2 separate regions of the Hordeum vulgare genome follow, and region 1 is linked to region 2. A link is a contact called in public Hi-C data. All regions are on one chromosome and are shown on one strand. The core of a region is the stretch at or near the end of the contact, and the rest is flanking DNA. Distances in the headings are between cores, read along the strand shown.

Evidence for each region. Hi-C and Micro-C count contacts between places; a contact is called where the count stands out from the background.
Region 1: a Hi-C map of seedling shows a contact between it and region 2, with 2.2 times the contacts expected there. The contact joins the promoter of LOC123442726 here to the promoter of LOC123442719 in region 2. A contact is called at or near these places in 2 of 6 Hi-C or Micro-C datasets (leaf and seedling) and 1 of 1 datasets of contacts at active chromatin or transcription factors (embryo).

Annotation. Positions count from the first base shown.
Region 1 is chr1H:428,674,124-428,679,998 of MorexV3_pseudomolecules_assembly, forward strand. It overlaps LOC123442726, which reads right to left and starts at 3,069. Exons shown (of 3, transcript XM_045118856.1): 1 at 2,745-3,069; 2 at 1,893-2,038; 3 at 317-1,226. The coding sequence starts at 2,991. The coding sequence ends at 540.
Region 2 is chr1H:428,488,848-428,495,144 of MorexV3_pseudomolecules_assembly, forward strand. LOC123442719 (protein WVD2-like 7) reads right to left here and starts at 3,910. Exons shown (of 10, transcript XM_045118843.1): 1 at 3,348-3,910; 2 at 2,375-2,482; 3 at 1,225-1,887; 4 at 1-1,007. The coding sequence starts at 2,446.

The DNA.
Region 1 (5,875 bases), core at 1,819-4,318, 180 kb after region 2:
CTTCGGTTTGACACGACCGAATGTTCCAGAAGACTAAAAGGTTCTTTCAGGCCAATGAAAAGCGGATTTTGACCATACTGACAGCGGACAGCGGACATAGGAAAAAAAATGCAGAGCATGATTGAGTATTACTAATCTTAAGTCAAAAAAGGATCTGACAAATGCAATCATGCCTGAGCTTGGCTGCTCCAAGCTCTTCTGATAACCAGAATCCAGAAACTATACTACTCCCGCTTCAACATTACGCAGAATTTGCTTTCGAGCCGCCTATGCACAGCAGCAATATCTGCAGATTCTTAGCTGTGAATGGACTATATGGACCATGAAGGAAGAGGTTTCCAGATTTTCACTGAAACCCCAGTTCCCACTGTTTATACTTCGCCTATGGACCGACTGTACAAAGCTTATTACAGTAGTAGGAACGAACCATAACATTTACGCCCTAGACGAGTTCCATTTGAGATGTGTACACTGGTTCCAGTTATGTACAGATTGGCAACAACAATAGCCGTGGCGCAATTGTGCGTGCGGGGCAACTCCTACGAGCTGTCTTGCTTCGGTTTCTGGCTGAGCTCCGAGTAATGCCCTCCCATCAGCTGCAGTATCTCGGTCCAGAGGCAGGAAGGATCACTCGACACCGCGTCGCTGATCAGCTCCGTGCTACAGGAAGCAACAGCCCAGTATCCAGCCCTGATCTCGCTTAACAGCTGCTCGTAGTCCCAGGCTGCATGCCCCACGAAGAATCTCAGGTCCTCGGTCTTGATCGCACCACTCTTCATCAGAACACCGGCCTTCTCCAGCTCCGTCCGAAAGCCGAAGCAGATACCTGGAATCACCTCCTCAAACCCCTTCAGGCGTGAGCTGTCTTTAGTACGTACTAAGAACATGCTCATGTCCACAGGGCCTCCGAAGAAGAGGGCGCAGTCGCCGAAAGGGGTTGTTTGGTCTTGGAATGATGATGGATTCACATTCTTAATCTTCGTGTAAAGTGGGCGGTTTAGGATGACCCCAAATGGGCCATCAAAGGTACCTCTCGACCCAAGTCTGAGCAGGAGAATAACAGTTCTTTCAAAGACGCTGTCGTCATCGAGCACCTCAGTAGCTACCAAGACGCACCCTGCCTCCGGCATTGTTATAGGGTGAGCCCACTTTTGAGGAAGCTGGTGTAGTACTTCTCCGGAGGACGCCTTTGACTCTGCAGGAACACTTGGATCTACCAATAGCTCCTGATCCAAGGATTTAAATAGTAAAGCAGAAAAAAAAACAGATATGATATGTATAACCCAAGTTGGTTAGAAGATACTTGCTTTGCTTCTCTTTTCTTTTCAAGAATTTTAGCTCTGTGCTAATAACAATTTGAAATTCTCTTAAAAGGTATTTAAAGTAAATGTAACAAGGTTTGAGAAATAACAGCTTATCTGACAAAATCTTGATCCAACATAGTACTGCATAAGTTACCAGAGAAGATCCATTTGCGTAATTCTTCTAAAACTTTTCGCACGGATACCTTTTTGGAACCTTACATTTGAGAACCACTATATCAAGTAATAACGGAAAGCATAAGTTTCTAGAATAAGTCATGTTTTAATGCAACACCTAATTGAAGACATTGTGCATTTACATCTTCTTCAGAGTATACTAGTACAGCACCGTTTCATCAATATCATCCATAACAGATGTCGGTATCAATATAGACAAAAAATACATTATACAACCAGTGAAAGTAGCTAAGATCAATGCACTGTTCCTAATTTTCTTGGCAGAAAATGAGTAATGTCAGCAAGTGATCATAAATGTCCAGATTGCCTAAATACATGCAATTTGTGGTTTATTAGAACCTAAAGAAAATTTATGAGCTCTATGGATTGTCACTACGAATGTGCCACCCTCACCTGTTCCCGACGCACAAGGTTTGCTCTGACGTCTCTCCAGTAATTGCTGTTTGAAATATTAATTGGCTCGGTGGATTTTGATTCATCAGGTGGTTTGTTCAATCCGCCAGAGCTATCTCCTGTTGGAACAGATGCATCACCACTTCCTGCATGAAGAGGCGACGCAAATGAGGCCAAGCCATCATTCTGGTTGACACTTTCGCAACAACACGTAAAAACACCGCACCATGAATGAACTCTAATTTAATATAGCCAATACTGGAGAACCTAAAGTTTCCCCATCCACTACTTTCACTTGAAAAGCTCAGCACCTGATGGTGTTTTTCTTTGTGTTGACTTCAAGTAGCCAAGCTATCAAAGAATATGGACAGTGGAACTCTGCAATTGGGGGAAAATCCATACAGACAATAGTACCACACCTCACAATTCAATATGTAGATCAATTCATCAACAACTCTAAACACGAAACCATGCCTGGGCCTAGGGTGCACAATGGTTCCAAGGTTCATCCACCAGTTACACCAGAATCAACACCGATTCTCCGAATTTCCATCTGAAGCCAATAGCATCAGGAACAGTTCCATTGCACACGGGTCAGGCAGAGCTACTCTTCAAATTTTACTAACTAGACCCGAATCCCCAGCTTTCACTCGTCGGCTAACCTTCCCCGGAATCAGCAGCAATCTGCAAAAATGGCACCGATTGTACTACGGTCGCCTTCAATCCCCCGACGGCATCAGACCATAAGGAAAAGCTTTTCCAAGTCCAATCGCACAACAAAGGCCACACAATTTCCGGTTCTACTTTGTGCACCAGCTCGCATCGGGAAGCAACAGATGGAGAGGGCCTCACCGAAAGGGGATGCCTTGCTCTCGGCCTCCTCGTCGTCGCCGCCGCCACCGCCGGCCCCGCCCTTGCCTCTCCGCCCCGACGCGCGCACCGCCACGAGCGGCCTCACCGCCGGGCCACGCCTCCGCCACGCGGACCACGGGCCCGCCTTGCCGGCGGCAGCGGCGAAGGGCTTCCCGGCCCGAGCGGCGGGGGCGGAGCGAACCGGCGTGAGGCACGGCCCGCCGGCCTTCAGGTTGAGGGCCCACATGTCGGTGGGAGGGGACGGTGCCGCCGCCGGGGTCGGGGTGGAGGTGCGGAGTAGTGTGGAGCCGCACGAGCGCGAGGCTGATCGAGTGGAGTGAATGGGTGTTTCTCGGTTCTGAAGGCGGATTTCATAAGCGTGGAAAGCGACTTTCATCTTCCGAAAAGATCTTTTATCTGGCCTGGGTGCAAGTCTGCAAGGCTACACATCCATGGTGTATTACAGTTAAACTTGAAAATGATTTCATACTTAAATCATATCCATACATTTATCTTTCAAAACCATATTTAAACCATACCCATTTAATGTTATTTTCAGCTCAATCAAAACTAAACCCATTATTTTTTAACCCAAACCAACTTAAACCCAATACATAACCGTGGGTTTAAAACCCGTACATAACTATGTCTTTGTTTTAATATACATACAATTGCATAAATTGACAAATTAACAAGCAAATGAGATAAAAAGGCATAAGTGCATCTACAACAGTTTGTGAACAAAGTTATCCTTCAGATACATTCAACACACAACAAAGGACAAAAAAATGCCCACGTCTCAATAGCTCACTAACAAGTGTATTAAAACAAAACTACTTAGTCGAAGCACAAGCAAACACTTTCGATTTTCATGTGATATTTCTCTATAATACATAATTACACAGTGCATTACAACATGCATGCGGATTAAAGATATTCGTTCTCGATCATCGTTGGTATTATTGCACATAACCAATGTCTATAAACCGCTTTGGACCCATAGTTTATAACCGTTTATAACCAAACTGTTTAAACCCATAACCAACTACACCCAAACTGGTTTCTCTACATACCCAAACCAAAATCAAACTAAAAAAGCTCACCCAATAAAACCTTAACCAATCAAACCTGAACTAATAACCGAACCGTTACACCCGCTTTTTTAATAACCATTCCCATGTTTAATTACAGTGGTTGATCTTTCGTTTTTTACTTTACCAGAAAATACAACGCGTGGACTTGCTTCCCAAATTCCCAAGTTAGATAGACTCGATCGTTCTATCATTGCAGCCAGCAACACAATCACATGTAAAAATACTAGAGTACAACCATAAAAATCTACTAGCACCGCCAATAATTCTTTTAGCAATATCCAAGAGCATCAACCGGGGATCCTAAGCACCATCAACACCAATCTATCTTTCCGCTATATGTTTGAGAAGCCACCTGCAAGTACAATTTTGCACCTCTGACTTATGTGTCCCGTAGTGCTCGTCTCTGCAACCCATTCCAAAACCCAGTCGACAACTCTAGCGATAACACTACTAGGATCATAAGGATAAACATTCTTGAAACATGCATTATTCTGACATTTGCACTCCTACAACAATCGCACCTTTGAATCTACCAGGAAAACTCTAGTGATAACACTACTAGGATCATAAGGAAGAATTAGCACATCCACAAACAAAGTGAGTCATCCTCATAAAAGACATATGTGGCTGCACTAAGTAGTCCGGTTTAGTGGCACCTGACCAAACGGAATTTATCCCCAAGGTATAACCCTGCCATAACTATTACTCAAATACCACTTATCAACATGTGATCCAATTCATGAAAATATTCCACCAAAAATCGAAAGAGTACTATAGCCATACCATTTCCACGTATTCCATAAACAATAATATATTTGATCATAAGAAAATATATCTACTGACTTCACTAATCCAGTGGTAACATGGAAATATCAAGCTAACAATCCAACAAATAATATCATCATGTCAGTCCTACTATTCCGCAAATATAATTCCAAATATTCTCAAGGTATCTCATGATCATAATGAAAACATAACTATTGATCCTACTAATCCCATGTTAACACGGCATCCTCAAACTTGCAAGATACTACACATATGAATCCAATCATAATCATGGCAATGGCCTAACCAAGTAATCCCTCAAAGAATGTCATTAATAAACCATTTCTAAATAATTAAGACTAGGGCAAAATTATTAATTTAACTATGGCATTGCATTCAATCATGCAAATGGAGGATTGTGGCTTGCCTTAATCCAAGGGAGTGCTGAAATACTCATGATCTTCACACACAACTAAACCTATGGAAAAACATTAATAACAAGCAGATGCAAATACCACATAAAGATGCAAATACCACATAAAGCAATTTCTCTGTGCACGGATTCTAGATAACATGCAAAAATGCCAAATTCTACCAGAAAAAAGGAGCTCAAAAGAAAAATACATCAAAATGAATCAGCTCATTTGAACTTCTAAATTAGGAGAAATGGACGGTCAAAGTTCTGGTCAAACTGGACTTAAAATGAATCTGAATAGAATTTCAGAAAATAACTCGAGAGGCCATGTCGAACGCGTATTTTGCACATACGTCTCCACTAGAAAATGCTTCGGGAGGAGGCTGAGAGGCTGGCGGGTAGGGACATCCTGTCAGATTTAAGGAGAGAAGGAGGGAAACCGAGAACGACGACTCACCAATGACGACTGGCCGACGTAAAGACCGCGACGGAGTTGGGAGATGACGGAGGATGGATGGTGAAGGACAAGCATGCCTGTACCCGTATCTCACTAGGAGGTGGTTGGATGGTGAAGGACGTAAGCACTCCTGCAGCGGTGAGCTTCGGCCGTCAACGAACTCGGTGATTCCGACAGCGATCCAAGCAATGGAAAGGTTAGGGAGCACCAGTATATTTTTAGGGGCTCGGGGAAAGGCTCGTATGAGTCTATGGATAGCCGGAACAGGCTGCGGAAATAAGAACAACTTCAATGGGGCGACCCATTTCGTCCGTCGCCGTTCGTTTGGGCCGGTGCGGACAAAAATGATGGCCCAACAGATCTATGGTCAAAACGCGTCTGCTTCGCGTCCGTGCCGACC
Region 2 (6,297 bases), core at 2,660-5,159:
CTTATTGGTGTTTTTGGATCCAATTTTAGGGTATTCTCTTTGGCAACAGCACGTCTTTCTCCCGTTGAAGGGCGACAAGGGGTGATGACAACATCAGCATGCTTTGCTGCACTTCCCCTGCTGAGACATCGTTCTGGAGTTGAAGGGCAACCAGGGTTGCCAACATTAGCATGCTTAAGCCCAGTGTATCTGGCAACAGGGCGTCTCTCAGCAGTAGAAGGCCTGCAAAGAGGAACAACGTCGGCATGCTTTGGAGCAGCTTCTCTTTTTATAGGGCGTCTCTCAGCAGTAGATGGTCGACGCAGGGTGACAACATCAGCATTCTTCTCTGCAATCCCCCTTGCGACAGGCCGCCTTTCAGCGCTAGATGGCCAACATGGACTGGCAATACCAGCAAGCTTTGGTGCCATCTCTCTGCGTGTAGGGCGTCTTTCGGCAGTAGAAGGTCGTTGTGGGGTAGCAGTGTTGGCATTCTTAGGTGCTGGCTCTTTGGTGGCAAGGTGCCTGTCAGGAGTAGATGGTCGGCGTGGGGTAGCAATGTTAGCATTATTTGGTGCTGGCTCTTTGGCGATAGGGCGCCTATCAGCTGTAGATGGCCGACGTGGGGTAGCTACGTTGGCATGCTTTGGTGCCAGCTCTTTGGTTATAGTGAGCCTTTCAGCAGTAGATGGTCGACATGGGCTAGCAATGTTTGTTTGATTTGCTGCCAGGTCTCTAGTGGCAAGGCGTCTTTCAGCAGTAGAGGGGCGACATGAGCTAGCCATTCCAGCAGGATTCCGTGAACCGTCTCTGGTGATAGGCCGTAGTTCCCTGGTGGAGGGCCGTTGCGATGCTGCTGAGGAAGGTCTTCTAAGAGCTATAGCACCAGGATCTTCTTTGGGCACACGTTTGCTTCTTCCCGTGGTGCCAATCACATTGGAGGTTGCTGCTTTTGGGTTCCGAGATGATTGAATATTTCCAGGTTTGGTTTTCTGATTTATCACAATGGGCTTGGCTGATTCAGGACCCTGAAAATTGTTCATGAAAACCAAATTATTAGTTTAAGGAAATTGTTCCTCTTCTGTGACCTATCATAAATGCAGGTATTTATTTTGTGCCTAGCATGATTGAGCAGTTGGTCATCATTATGGGGTCCAGGCCACTATGCTAGTTATCAGAAAACAACAGCAGCAATAATTCAATGTTCTAACAAGATAAACACCAGACCACAATGAAAAAGTTTACCTTACTGACAAATGTGTGATCAGGATTACAACTAGAAGTCAGCTTGACCGTCTTCGGAATAATTTTTGAAGCTTGACTAATCCGGGAGTGTTTCTCAATAATCCTCTTAGGGGTCATCGTAGCTTCCTTGGGCGTCACCAGATCATCTTCACTGCATTTAGCATTTTGCTTATCATTGCTTGCATTTTCTCCGGTTTCTTCGCCAATTATCTGCAAGCCTCCAACTGATACAGAATGAGTCATTGTGGAAATTCCATTACTTAAGCTCTCATTGTGATCCTTGTAGCATCCCAGTCGATGCTCAGGTGTGGTCTTGGCTGCTATTTGTCCCATGGAATCATCAACATGAGTTCCAGATCCAGCAGGAGATGCATGCTTTGCAACTGGTTCATCTTCTCCTGTCTGACTAGAATCACTACCATCGCCACTGTACTCTAGATTCAGTTCAGTTTGTTGATTTTGTTGTTCTAAAGCCTTTAGCTCCCTAATCCTCTTAAAGTATTCTTCAAAGTATGCCTTCTTCTTAGCAACTAATCCATTGAATTTAACAAACTCCTCAGTGCGTCTGTCATTGGTAAAAACAGACCACTTTTCCCATGCTAGCGATTCCAAATCAAATCTTCCAAAAGATATGGAACCATGGTCAAACACTTGTGTTGTTCCCTAAGGGCAGAAGTAACAAGATAAAAGAAGAGTGAGATTATTGACAAAGTATTGATTCTTCACTTACAAATGGAAACTGTTAGCTATTAAAAACCCTGGTTCAGACTACTAACTATTTACAGAGATGTCTTCTACTACCTCTGTATCATAATATATGACGTTTTAGCAGCTCAAATGAACTGCTAAAACGTCATATGTTATGATACGGAGGGAGTAGTAGTTAGCATGGATTTTCTAGCAATTTTAGTTGCATCAGGTAGATAGGCACTTGCCAGTTCATAGATCTACTATCAATCTTTACTTTGACTGAGCATCATAATATATATTGATAATTGATAAAAAATGAAGGTTCTTACCGGGCAGGCCTACGTAACATAATACAAAAATACAAGTCATAATTACCATGGAAATTGGCCCTTTTATTATACTCCAAGTAAATTCTTTGTCTGCAATTATACATACCATGATACTATGGAAGTGATATTACCTGAGAACTATCCTGTCCAGATGATTCCTCATGCGGCCATGCAAAACAGTTTTGATTGACCTCTGTTGCCATAGTATATTGTGTGCCTAATTCATTAAACTACAATTCCTGCAAAACCAAACCAGCCATAAGCACAAGTAGAAAGATATACCTGAAGCTTCATTTAGGCAGTCAAGAAGATACTAACAAGAGTCACCTACTGTTTTTTAGAATTATCTGGTGGTTTTTCAGAAAATTCAGGATCAGATATTCGGAGCTAGGTCACTGGAAAATCTCTAAACACGGCTGACCACCCTGCACCTAGTGGCATCTCTGACAAGAACAGGTCTATCTACTCCTAGTAGCAAGGAAGAATCAGATTCTATCTACTAGTAAAAAACTAAGGCTAAAAACTTAAACACAATATCACCAATCATCCTGTGCTGAAAGTGGTTATCCCCCAAGTCCACTATTTTGGAACCAATAATTTCCATCGCAGCAAATGAATTCATGAGCCGTGATCACCTCCAACTGCACCGTTGGGCCCTTGACACCTACCTTCGGAAGACAACATGCCACCAACACGAAATTTGTGCATTCGACATCCAGTCAAACAAGCAAACGTAACCCCGCGGGAAATGATTGCGTTATTTTACCCTAAAATACCCAAGATATGTTCTTGAAACTGGAGCATACGGGTGATAAATCAAAAAAAAAAACGCAAAGAACTTACGCCAAAACACCGCAGGGGAACTGCTAGAACGAATGGTCGTTCAACTGCTGAAAACCCTACCCCCGGTATGGACTTGCAAGAAAATCACGACCAAATCTAGAAACTTTTGAAGGGATTTTTCAGAAACCACGCCGGAGATTACGCCCTTGCCAAATTAGGGCCGGATCTAGGTGGTGTGCCGGGTACGCGCCCAGAATTTGCGCGGATTAGGTTGGGTTTAAGCAAGTAAAATCACATTTGGCAAGAATAAAAAGCTCATACCTCAAAAACCGACGCACAAGATCGAGGGCGCAGTGCAGTGGAGTGGAGGCAGCACGGCAGGGCGGCTGTGCAGCGACGAGGCAGAACAGCGGGACGGCGAGGCGGAAGGAAGGAAGCCTTAGGGCACAGCGGCGGCGCACTGCGGGGGAGACTCTAGACCCGCATTGGGTCGGAGTGGAGCCTATAGGGTAGGCCAGGGGCAAGAGGAAAGAAAGGTAGTACAAGATGGTGGAGAGGAGAAGGGAAAGTGTAGCTGCGGGGGAGTGGTGGCACGAGATGCTGGCGGCTCGGACAGGCCCCCGCCGTGGAGCACGGGCGGGAACTCAGCCCCTGCCTGGAACCGGGCGGCGATCCGGCGAGCGCGGCGCCTCAGATCCGGGGGAGGAACCGCCCGCGGGAGCAAGAACTGTGGGCTGTGGCGAGCGGCCCGTGCCCTCTGCTGCTGCTGCTCTGGCTTTGCCCTACGGTTGGGAGAGAGGGGTGGCTGTCGTGGATTTGATTTGTTTCTACCGCGCGGCTGGTGGTAGCGGATGGCAATGTACGGCGGCGTTTATTGCTGCGACGGGGAGGGGAGGGGAGCGGGGGAGGGATTCTTTCCTTGCGTACTTGGGGCCGGATTTGGTGGGTGTTAGCGGGGACGACAGTCCAGTGTGAGTGTCAAGTTTTACTAACCGTTGGGGCCAAGAGGGCTACTCCCCCCCCCCCCCCCCCCCCCCCTTCTCTCTTTAAAAAAAAAAGACCATGTTATTTCATTTTTCTCGTCTTTGAATTACTCTCTCCGTTTCTAAATACAAGTCTTTTACATATTTTATTAAAAACTGCGTACATAGCACAATAAAAGAATGTATACTTTAAAATATGTTTATATACGTCCGTATGTAGTTCATAGTAAAACTTTTCAAAAACTTATTGTATTTAAAAAGGAAGGGAGTATTATGTAGTGCGAGTTGTTTTTTTTAAAGAGAGGTAAAAATTGTCTCATCTATTAAATAAGCAGAACAGAATTACGTAGTTAATTGCGAAAACCGGACAAAAACCGATACAACAACGGCCACATAACCAGGTAAGTTAGGTGCGAGCAACATAAACTATCGGCTATTTAGGACAATATAACCGAGCCAAATCCCAACCCTCTCACGCCCTCTTCTTTTCACGCTATCACATCACACGCCAGGGCTATTTTTGGTCGTTGAATTGTGTTGTTACTCCATGTTTTACTGCTTAGTAGGTTGACTGTCCTAAAGGGCAGCTACTCCCGTGAAAAAATTGTTGCAATCTGGTAAATTAGGCCGGCCACTAGCTGAGGCCCGCGTATCCCTTTTACCCATCACTCTCACGGTGCCTCGTCAACCCTAATGGAGGCACCCAACAAGTCTACCGAGGGGATGGAGAAGGTGCATGGCACGTCGGCGGTGAGGAGGTAGCTGGCCCACCCTTACACATTCTTGGCAGCGGGCTCACCATGCCTCACAACCGGGAGGAGCTCCTTCTGGTACATGTGGCGGTAGAATAGATGCAGGGTGCCCAAGAGGAGGAGGAGGCAAAAGAAGCAGCAGCTGGCGGCAAGCCACCCCGTTGACCTCCTCGCGAAGATGATCATGCCACGGGTGTCGTACAGGTCGTTGTGCCGCTACATGTGCGTATCGAAGTCTTGGTGTGCATTCTCCTCCGCCCCCAGAATCCTTAGGAGGTTGTTGCTGTTGGAAATATGCCATAGAAGCAATAATAAAGTGGTTATTATTATATTCCTTTTTCATGATAATCGTTTATTATCCATGCTAGAATTGTATTGATTGAAAACTCAAATACATGTGTGGGTACATAGACAATACCGTGTTCCTAGTGAGCCTCTAATGGACTAGCTCGTTGATCAAAGATGGTCAAAGTTTCCCGGCCATAGACATGAGATGTCATTTGATAACCGGATCACGTCATTAGGAGAATGATGTGATGGACAAGACCCAAACAATGAACATAGCATGTCATCGTGTCAGTTTATTGCTATTGTTTTCTGCATGTCAAGTATTTGTTCCTATGACCAGGAGATCATGTAACTCACTGACATCGGAGGAGTGTCTTGTGTGTATCAAATGTCGCAATGTAATTGGGTGACTATAAAGGTGCTCTACAGGTATCTACGAGGGTGTCAGTTGAGTTGGCATGGATCAAGACTAGGATTTATTACTCCATGTGTCGGAGAGGTATCTCAGGGCCCACTCGGTAATACAACATCACAACAAGCTTGCAAGCAACGTGACTAAAGAGTTAGCCACGTGATCTTGTAATATGGAACGAGTAAAGAGACTTGTCGGTAATGAGATTAAACTAGGTATGGAAATACCGACGATCAAATCTCGGGCAAGTAACATACCAATAAACAAAGGGAACTACATACGGGATTAACTGAATCCTTGACGTCGAGGTTCGATCGATAAAGATCTTTGTAGAATATGTGGGAACCAATATGGGCATCCAGGTCCCGCTATTGGTTATTGATCGGAGAGTGTCTCGGTCATGTCTACATAGTTCTCGAACCCGCAGGGTCTACACACCTAAGGTTCGGTGACGATATGAGCATAGTCAAGTCATTATGTTGGTGACCGAAGGTTGCTCGGAGTCCCGGATGAGATCCCGGACGTGATGAGGGACTCCAGAATGCTCCGAATGTGAAGACTGATATATAGGATGAAGTTCATCGAAGTCCAGAAGTGTTCCGGAACACACCAAGGAAGTGACGGAATACCGAAAGGAGTTTCAGGAGCCCCCGACAATTGTTGGGAGCCTCATGGGCCAAGGGGAGTGGGCACCGCAGCCCACCAGAGGGCTGGGAGCCACCCCGCACCTCGGCCCACTTTCACCAAAGGGAGGGGTCCTCACCCTAGGGCGCCCACGAGCCCAACTTGGGTGGCAAAGCACCCTAGTGGGAGGGGCCACCCCAACCCTAGCCGCC